2 separate regions of the Gossypium hirsutum genome follow, and region 2 is linked to region 1. Evidence: chromatin contacts called from public Hi-C data. All regions are on one chromosome and are shown on one strand. Each heading gives the region's core, a stretch centred on a gene start, on an enhancer-like site or on the middle of the called end of the contact. The rest is flanking DNA. Distances are from core to core; before and after follow the strand shown.

The links. Hi-C and Micro-C count contacts between places; a contact is called where the count stands out from the background.
Region 2: a Hi-C map of leaf shows a contact between it and region 1, with 2.9 times the contacts expected there. The contact joins the enhancer-like site here to the promoter of LOC107899493 in region 1. A contact is called at or near these places in 7 of 34 Hi-C or Micro-C datasets (callus, fibers, hypocotyl and 2 more).

What each region holds. Positions count from the first base shown.
Region 1 is chrA04:64,837,628-64,841,530 of Gossypium_hirsutum_v2.1, forward strand. It overlaps LOC107899493 (ras-related protein RABC2a), which reads left to right and starts at 1,844. Exons shown (of 6, transcript XM_016825221.2): 1 at 1,844-2,324; 2 at 2,425-2,493; 3 at 3,700-3,765. The coding sequence starts at 2,183.
Region 2 is chrA04:64,887,263-64,891,165 of Gossypium_hirsutum_v2.1, forward strand. No RefSeq gene overlaps it. Among protein-coding and RNA genes, the nearest start is that of LOC107899492, 33 kb to the left of the region's middle. Within about 2 kb of position 1,984, at least 3 of the 9 cell types and tissues checked have an H3K27ac peak or open chromatin away from gene starts, as enhancers often do. A contact at or near this core is called in hypocotyl and leaf, where this site is marked.

The DNA.
Region 1 (3,903 bases), core at 594-3,093:
AAATTACACCAATGGGATTATCATCGTTGTTTACCTACATACCTTACAACCTCATCAATGTTACATCGCTCATCTAACTAAAACCCTTGAAGGGATCAATGGGCTAGCAAGAGGTTGCCACGTCTTTCCTTAATAGGTCCACTTTTATATAAAATCCTTTTCACCTCTATGATGAACACATACAACCTTGTCTCTCTCTTTCTCTCTATCCATGTTCCTATCTTCTTTTACTTCTGAACACTCAACTTACCTACCATCTATCACAATCGTCATATGGCTCTCCGCCCCTCTAAGATGAACTAAGCTCCTTTCTCTATTGTCATCTCTTTCATGCTGATTATTTAGTTCAACAAATATAATAATGCACAGCTAAGGATGGTAACCTAGTGCCACAACTCAACCTTGTTCCGAATTTTATACCTTGTGTTTCAAACGCATTTAAAAAAAATAAAAATTCACCCTAGTGTGGTTGGATTGAGTCCGAATGTTAGATTCAAATATTTTACCGTCAGTATAAAAATTTAAGAACTTCTCTTACAAATTCTTTTTAATACCAATGAATAGAAACAAATTTCTAATAATATATTGTATGCTAGCTGTTTATAATGATTATATCATTCATGAAGTAAAATCAAATTTCGAAATTTGAAATTAAGCTTCCTTTAGGACCAATGCTATTATAATTGTTATTGTATTTATTAGATAAAATGTAAAATTTCTTTCTTCCTTTCTTTTTCGTAAAATTGAAAACAAATTCTTGAGTTTTATAATAAATTCTAAAAATGAAAGTATTGGAGAACCAAACCCTGAATGTTTAATTGCCAATTTGGTGACTAAATATTAAAAATTGATAAATTCATGTTAGAATTTAAAATTGTTACAATAAATTAAATTCAACGATAATATAAAATATGTTTTTCAAAGAAACAACGATGATGGCAATATGATGCATGATATAACAGGAAAAAATTATTATTGAAAATTTTGAATAATAAATATTAATATATTATTTTCTAAAACACAATTATAATTATAATCAGTATTAATAACACTCAATTTGTATTTAATAATTATACATAAAATCAATTATTAATGTTTTGTTTATATAATTTTACATAAATATGTTTATGAGAAAATATCCGTTACATCATAAGTGAAATTTAAAATTTTCACAAGGAGTATGATATAGTAAAAATTTTTAAAAATAAACATATAAAAAAATGAAAGCATAGCAAATTTGTTTATTAGTGTTTTTTTTTATACAATATTGAGGGTAGAAGATAAAAGTTATATAATTTGACAAAAATTTTAACTAGAGCTGAGCTCTATTCAAACTTAACATATTAGTGTTTTATTTAATTTTTAACTATTTATGTTTTTGATAAAATATATTTTTAACTATTTATTGATAATATAATATTTTTTGGATGGAAGCAATCATCAAAAAAAAATTAAAGAACTAAAATCAAGTTATATCACTATACCTACATAAATCTTAAAAGTTTCCTTAAGATTTACAAACAATGTTGAATATAATATTAATCACTTGAATCTACACAAATTTTATCATTAAAAAAATGACTTACTTGAAAATTATATTTCTAAATATAACAAATTATCAATAAAATTATATTAAAAAAGTTATTTTAGCATTATCTATTTCTTGCACACAATTTCGTTTTGTCCCAAAGTAATTAAGGCATAAATCTTTGATTGTCCCAAGAAAGCACCTCTCTACCAGACGGTTGGAGCGTGCAAAACACTCTCAGTTATTCCCGCGTGCCACGTGGGTACAATTCCTACATAATAGTAATAATAATAAAATAAAAATAAAAACAAAAAAGGGAAAAGAATAACGTTGGTGTCAGTTGTGTTGTGTTCCACAGTTAGCCGTTTTCTTTTAGCTTCTCTCTCAAACAAAGCATTCATTCGCTTCGCTCTTTCCTTTTCCTTTTCCTTTGTTTTCCTCTTTTAAAAACAAAAAAAAAATCTTCCCTTATTTTTTTATTTTTTCCTTTATATATATTAACTTTCTTTTTCACTGTACTTTTGATAGAAAGAAGCCATTCATTTCCTCACCCAAGGTTTTCTTTTTTTCTTTTTCTTTTTCTTTTTTTGAGATCATCATTGGATACAACAGATACCTTGAAAAAGAAGTGGAAAAGTTAATAGAAAATTTGAAATGGGATCATCTTCAGGGCAAAGTAGCGGAAGCTATGATCTTTCATTCAAGATCTTGTTGATCGGAGACTCTGGTGTCGGCAAGAGTAGTTTGCTTGTTAGCTTCATTTCAGCTTCTGCGGAAGATCTAGCTCCCACCATTGGTCCGATTTTCTCTCTCTTTTTTTCATTCATTTTTTCAATCCTGGATCTTTGATTAGTAAAAAATATGATTTGGGTTTTTGCTTAAATCTAATGCTTTAGGTGTGGATTTTAAGATCAAGCTGTTATCTGTTGGTGGCAAGAGATTAAAGCTTACCATTTGGGATACTGGTACGAAATTCATGCTAATATTGTTTTTATTTTTCATTTTAGTCTTCCAGTCTCAAATTAGATTTCTTTGTCAAAATCATTCAGTGTCTAATTGAAGTCAGTTGACTGTTTTCCATTTTACATTGGAGAGAGCTCACTTTTACCGACTTAATAGTATAAACTATAAAAATATTTTATAGTCTGTTTTGTTTGCCTCATCCTACATTTTAGTCACTTATATTTAAAATGTTACGTTTTAGTAACTTATGTTATTATTTTGTTACGTCTATTATTTCCCTAACGGTAATCTTACGTGGCAGTCCAATTAAATATTACTGAATCTGCTAATACATTCTTCGTCCGGATGAAGTATGTATTAACAAATTCACTAAATGATTATATATATATTTACGCATATATCAGATTACCAAAATAAAATTTTAAATACTTATACCTAATAAAACATGTTTCTCATTACAATAATAGTATTTTCTAAATAACATATTGTTTTATAATTTTATTTCTTATTTAATATTTTAATTTAATTTTAATAATGCATACTTTATTCGGATGAAGTATGTATTGACAGATTTAGTAATATCTAGTTTGACTGCCACGTAAGATTACCGTTAGGGAGATAACAGAACTTAACGGAAGAGTGATTATTTCGTAACAAAATAATAACATAAGTGACTAAAACGTAACATTTTAAACATAAGTGACTAAAACTTAACATGAAGCAAACAAAAGTGACTATTTTTTGTAGCGACTAAAATTAGATTTCTTTGTCAAAATCATTCAGTGTCTAATTGAAGTCAGTTGACTGTTTTCCATTTTACATTGGAGAGAGCTCACTTTTACCGACTTAATATGTTCATTAATACATTAGTATGACATTAGCATCGTTGAAGTGTTTTTGTTAATGTGTTTTGATCTGCTATGGTTTTTCATGGCCCCAATTCTTCACTCTGCAATATCATCAAAATTTTCAGAAAATATATGTGAAATCATTCATGGTGAAAAGAGGTATACAATTGATAATATATTAATTTGTTAAAATGAGTTTCTGGGTTTTAACTTTGTTGTTAGCTTGATGTTGCTTCTTTAATCTTTTATTAGCTGTCCACTCTTTTTTTTTTTCATTTCTTCATGAAAGCACATTGAAATAATTGTCTTGCAACGTGGAGAAATCATGATTTATTTGTGAAACCAATATGCTTCTTGTAGCTGGACAGGAAAGGTTCAGAACCTTAACAAGCTCTTACTACCGGGGCGCCCAAGGGATCATTCTTGGTAAGTTCATGTTTCCGGCGTTATTCTACTTTCTTGATTTTGTTCAATGGAGCCTATCACCGGTTTCATCTCGCGAATTTCAGCTATCTGATATCATAGCAAAACGGTTTCTTAATCATGTGGCTGATAATAAGGTTA
Region 2 (3,903 bases), core at 734-3,233, 50 kb after region 1:
GAAATTAGGAACATTCTTGTTTTGAATGAACAAGGAAGGCAATTCGTATTTTGGAGTGAAGCAAGCAGCAGGCACCTATGAACCGACCAACACCATATCTTTTCTTGCAAACAAATTATATAAAATCCGAGGACGGCTGGAGGTGTTCACACATGAGCTACAAGTGCAGGTGTTTCAGAAACCTTTTTTTTTTTTTCTATGTCGTATTTATTACCATTGCCCAAAAATCATAAAGGAGTGGCTAAATCGTTGATTGGTTGTTGGGGATATGGGAAAGATTCTTGGCGTAAGAAATTATAGGGAAACTAAGTAAACGAAGGGAATGTGAGAGGCACGTAAAACCCTAGCATCCACCAGTTGATACTCTAAATAAAGTAAAGCATCAATCTCAAAAACACTTTTTTATTCTCTATTTATATTTTTATATATGGATTTGGGATAGTTAACTTAAAATGGAATTTCTTTTTCTTCAAAATTTGTTCTTTGCTTCCTTAACTTTTCTTCTTCTACTGCTACTACCACTCCACCTGATCCTCAACTTACAATGTATTTGGATATGGAATATTTACTTGAAAAGCAAAAGTACTGATCCCTAAAATGGAAAGTTGGCAGAGATGATCTATAAAATGGAACACACAATATTTGATTAGAAAATGAAAAACACAATATTTGAATAAAAGGGAGGGAGTTGTAGGTTTAATGGTTGGATTAAAATCTGTTGTAACGTGGATTCAAGTTAATTTGAATGAAGTTCAATGTTGGATCTTTATGTTTATAAACATTTTTTTTCTTCATGTAATGTGATTGTTCACTTGTATAAAAAAAATCCATTAACTAAAGATAATTGCATGAAGTAATAAAATCGGATTTGGTACTAATACATTAGAATCCTCTTCAAACACTTTGTTTTCACGTGGGCCAAAAGGAAACCTAGTAGTTTCACATGAAGCTTGAGAACCTATGATCTTATCTCTTAAACCTATTTACTTTGTGAGAAACGGTAAATAGAGCTTAATCAATAATCAAATTGAAATCTGCATTTTACCATGGTAATTAATAGCTAGGCAAGGCTATCAGCCAGTTTCCTTGGACTTTACCCCTAACAGTACATGGATGAGAATGGATGAAACTTAGTCCATTGTTTAGACATTTTGCAGGCTTCAACGAGACCTTAGGCTTGCAAAATTTCTACCATTCACCAAGAGGAAGAAATTGACCTTAGCCTATTTTCTTAGGATATGATTATACGTATATCTAAACATTGAAATAGGTGTTAATTAACAATGAATGCTTGGTTATAAAGAGCTAGTGATGGTAATGGGGGTAGTTAGGATAGTAGTGGTGATAGTGTGATGGTTTAGGAGAAAAGCAGTTTAGGTGCTGCAGCAACTCAACTCCTCCAGTAGACCAAAAGACAAGCAACCCAACCAACAGACTTGCCTTCATTTCTTCCCTAGATATCACCCCCGCTCCACCAAAACTACTACTTTAATCCTTGCATTTGTGATCTTTTATTCTTCTTTTTGTTTATAGCATTAAAATTGATACCATTGGAAATGCCATTTTCTTGTTCCAACAATTCCCAAAATTTTTGTTTCCGATTAATGATTTCCAAACTGAAAGAAATCATCAAATATATGTTTGCTCTAATTTTACCAATTTTCTTTTTAAAAAAACAAAGCCCCTTTGTGTTTTATTTGTTTTATTAAAAATAATTAACTCTAAGTTGAGATTCCATCATAGATTTTCATCGTCCAATCCAAATATGGATGAGTTTTGGGTGAGGCCTTGAATATCCGTAACATTGTGGGATGTGCCAACCCAGCTTATGCAAAGCAGGGGGCCATAGAATGAATATCATATATTTAAAACCCAATAAATTACCAAAATTGGACCCTGAAGGAAAGACTATAGAGCTCTTCTCTCCATTTAAAACCTTGCATTGAATTTGCCATGGGGCTGGACAACCCAACCCAAGTAGGCAATGCTGGAGCTTCCTGAACACGAGCTTTAAGTATGGTACTGCATGGAGACTTGTTCGATAATATATATCAGTTTCCAAAGCATCCAAACCATCAAAATAGGTTTTTTGAACGCTGCCAAAATAAATAACGGTAAAAAAAAAGCACCGTGAAAAACACAGGGAAAAGTGGGTCACAAAATTTGGCAATGTTTCTTATAGAAAACGTCACAAAAGTAGCTAGATTTATATACGCCACAAATACTAAGACGAAAAATTCATAGAATTATGAAGCTCGTGGCATTTATACACAAACACGCCACACAATGTTGTACATTTAGCCACGTTTGAATATATAAACACTGTGAATGTTGCATATTTCTATTGATATGAAGCAGTTGCTAATTATGAGCAAAATTGATTGCAGGAGTAGGCAATTCTACAAGCACTGCGATAAGCACAAATAAAACAGGCAACAACAAAATTTGTTTATGTAGTCAGGTTTTATTACATTTGAGTAACATGGCTCAATGAGAATAATCCATTATCTAATTAAATTTATTTCTTAACCCATCAATCATGCAATGTCAGCGTGAGAATATCATTTGCTCTTCATTAGGCTATCAATTCCACTATTATAAGTAAAGTTATGTCATACATAAGTAGTATACCCAACATACTAGGCTTTAAACTCTATTACCTATTAAACTCAAGCTTTTAATATATCAAAATATACAAGCTACATACACATAGTCAGTTAATTACTCAGGATTGAGGTAAATCACACCATGAATGTCGCAAGTGAATAAATCCATAAATAGATTCAGAATGAATTCACAAGCCAATCCAAACAACCACAGCAGTGTCTTTAACTTTTTGGGAGCCATTCGCTCCAATGCTCAAGACAATGTGTAACATCCCAAAAACCCAATTGGTTGTAAACAATATGATTTTGGAAAGTATATGTATTAGAATTTTCAAAACAAATAAAAAATAGAAATTATCAGTGAATAGTAGAAAAGGCCAATGGATGCCAAAGTTAGTTGAATTAAATAATTATATCATGATGTATTAATTTAAAGTGGGGACTAAATCGCAAAAATGTGAAAAGTATTGTGGCCTTAGTATAAATATTTAAAATTTGTGGGGTCAAAATATAAATATGAAAAAAGTTAAGGGACCAAAAGTGTAAATATCCTTGAGGTGGAAAGGACCAAAATGGGGAAGAAATTGGTGTCTGAGGACTAAATTAATTAAGTAGAGAAATGAGAGGGATTAAATTATAATTTTGCCAAAGTGAAAAGTGACTTAAGGGTGAAATTATAGAAAATCATGAGGGGCAAAATAGTCATTTTCTAATTAAGATAATTATCATGTTTTATCATGATAATAATCAAAGATTTCTTGGTGTTAAAATATGATTGGTTGAAATATTTTACTAATATTTGTTTTAGAAAATTTTATTACTTAATTAATAGAGATATTTTAATAGAAAAGTTGTAGAGATTAGTTTCATTCACCATCATCCTCGCACTTTAGTCCTTCCCATCAAAATTCACTATTTCTACCTAGAAATCAAAGGAATTTACATAGCTTCCACAGTGGAAAATGACAAGAAGACTATGGTGAGTATGAATATCTTCTTGGATTCAAGAGAATTAAAATTGGAGAGAAAAAAAATCAAGCAAAGGCTTGAAATCAATAGGACAAGGTGAGAACTTCAAGATTTCATTAAGTTTTTAAGCTTGATATTGTTGAAAAAGCATGAAAATGGTGTTAAAGTAGAGCTTTCTTATATAAAGTTTTGTGTTCTTAATATGTTTGTGAAGAAAAACAAGAGAAAGTGATGGAAAATATTGTAGAGAAAGGAAAGGATATGAAAAAGATGAGAAAAGAAAATGGTAAAACTAGTGAAGTGGAAATTTTAGCTAAAAAGAGATAAG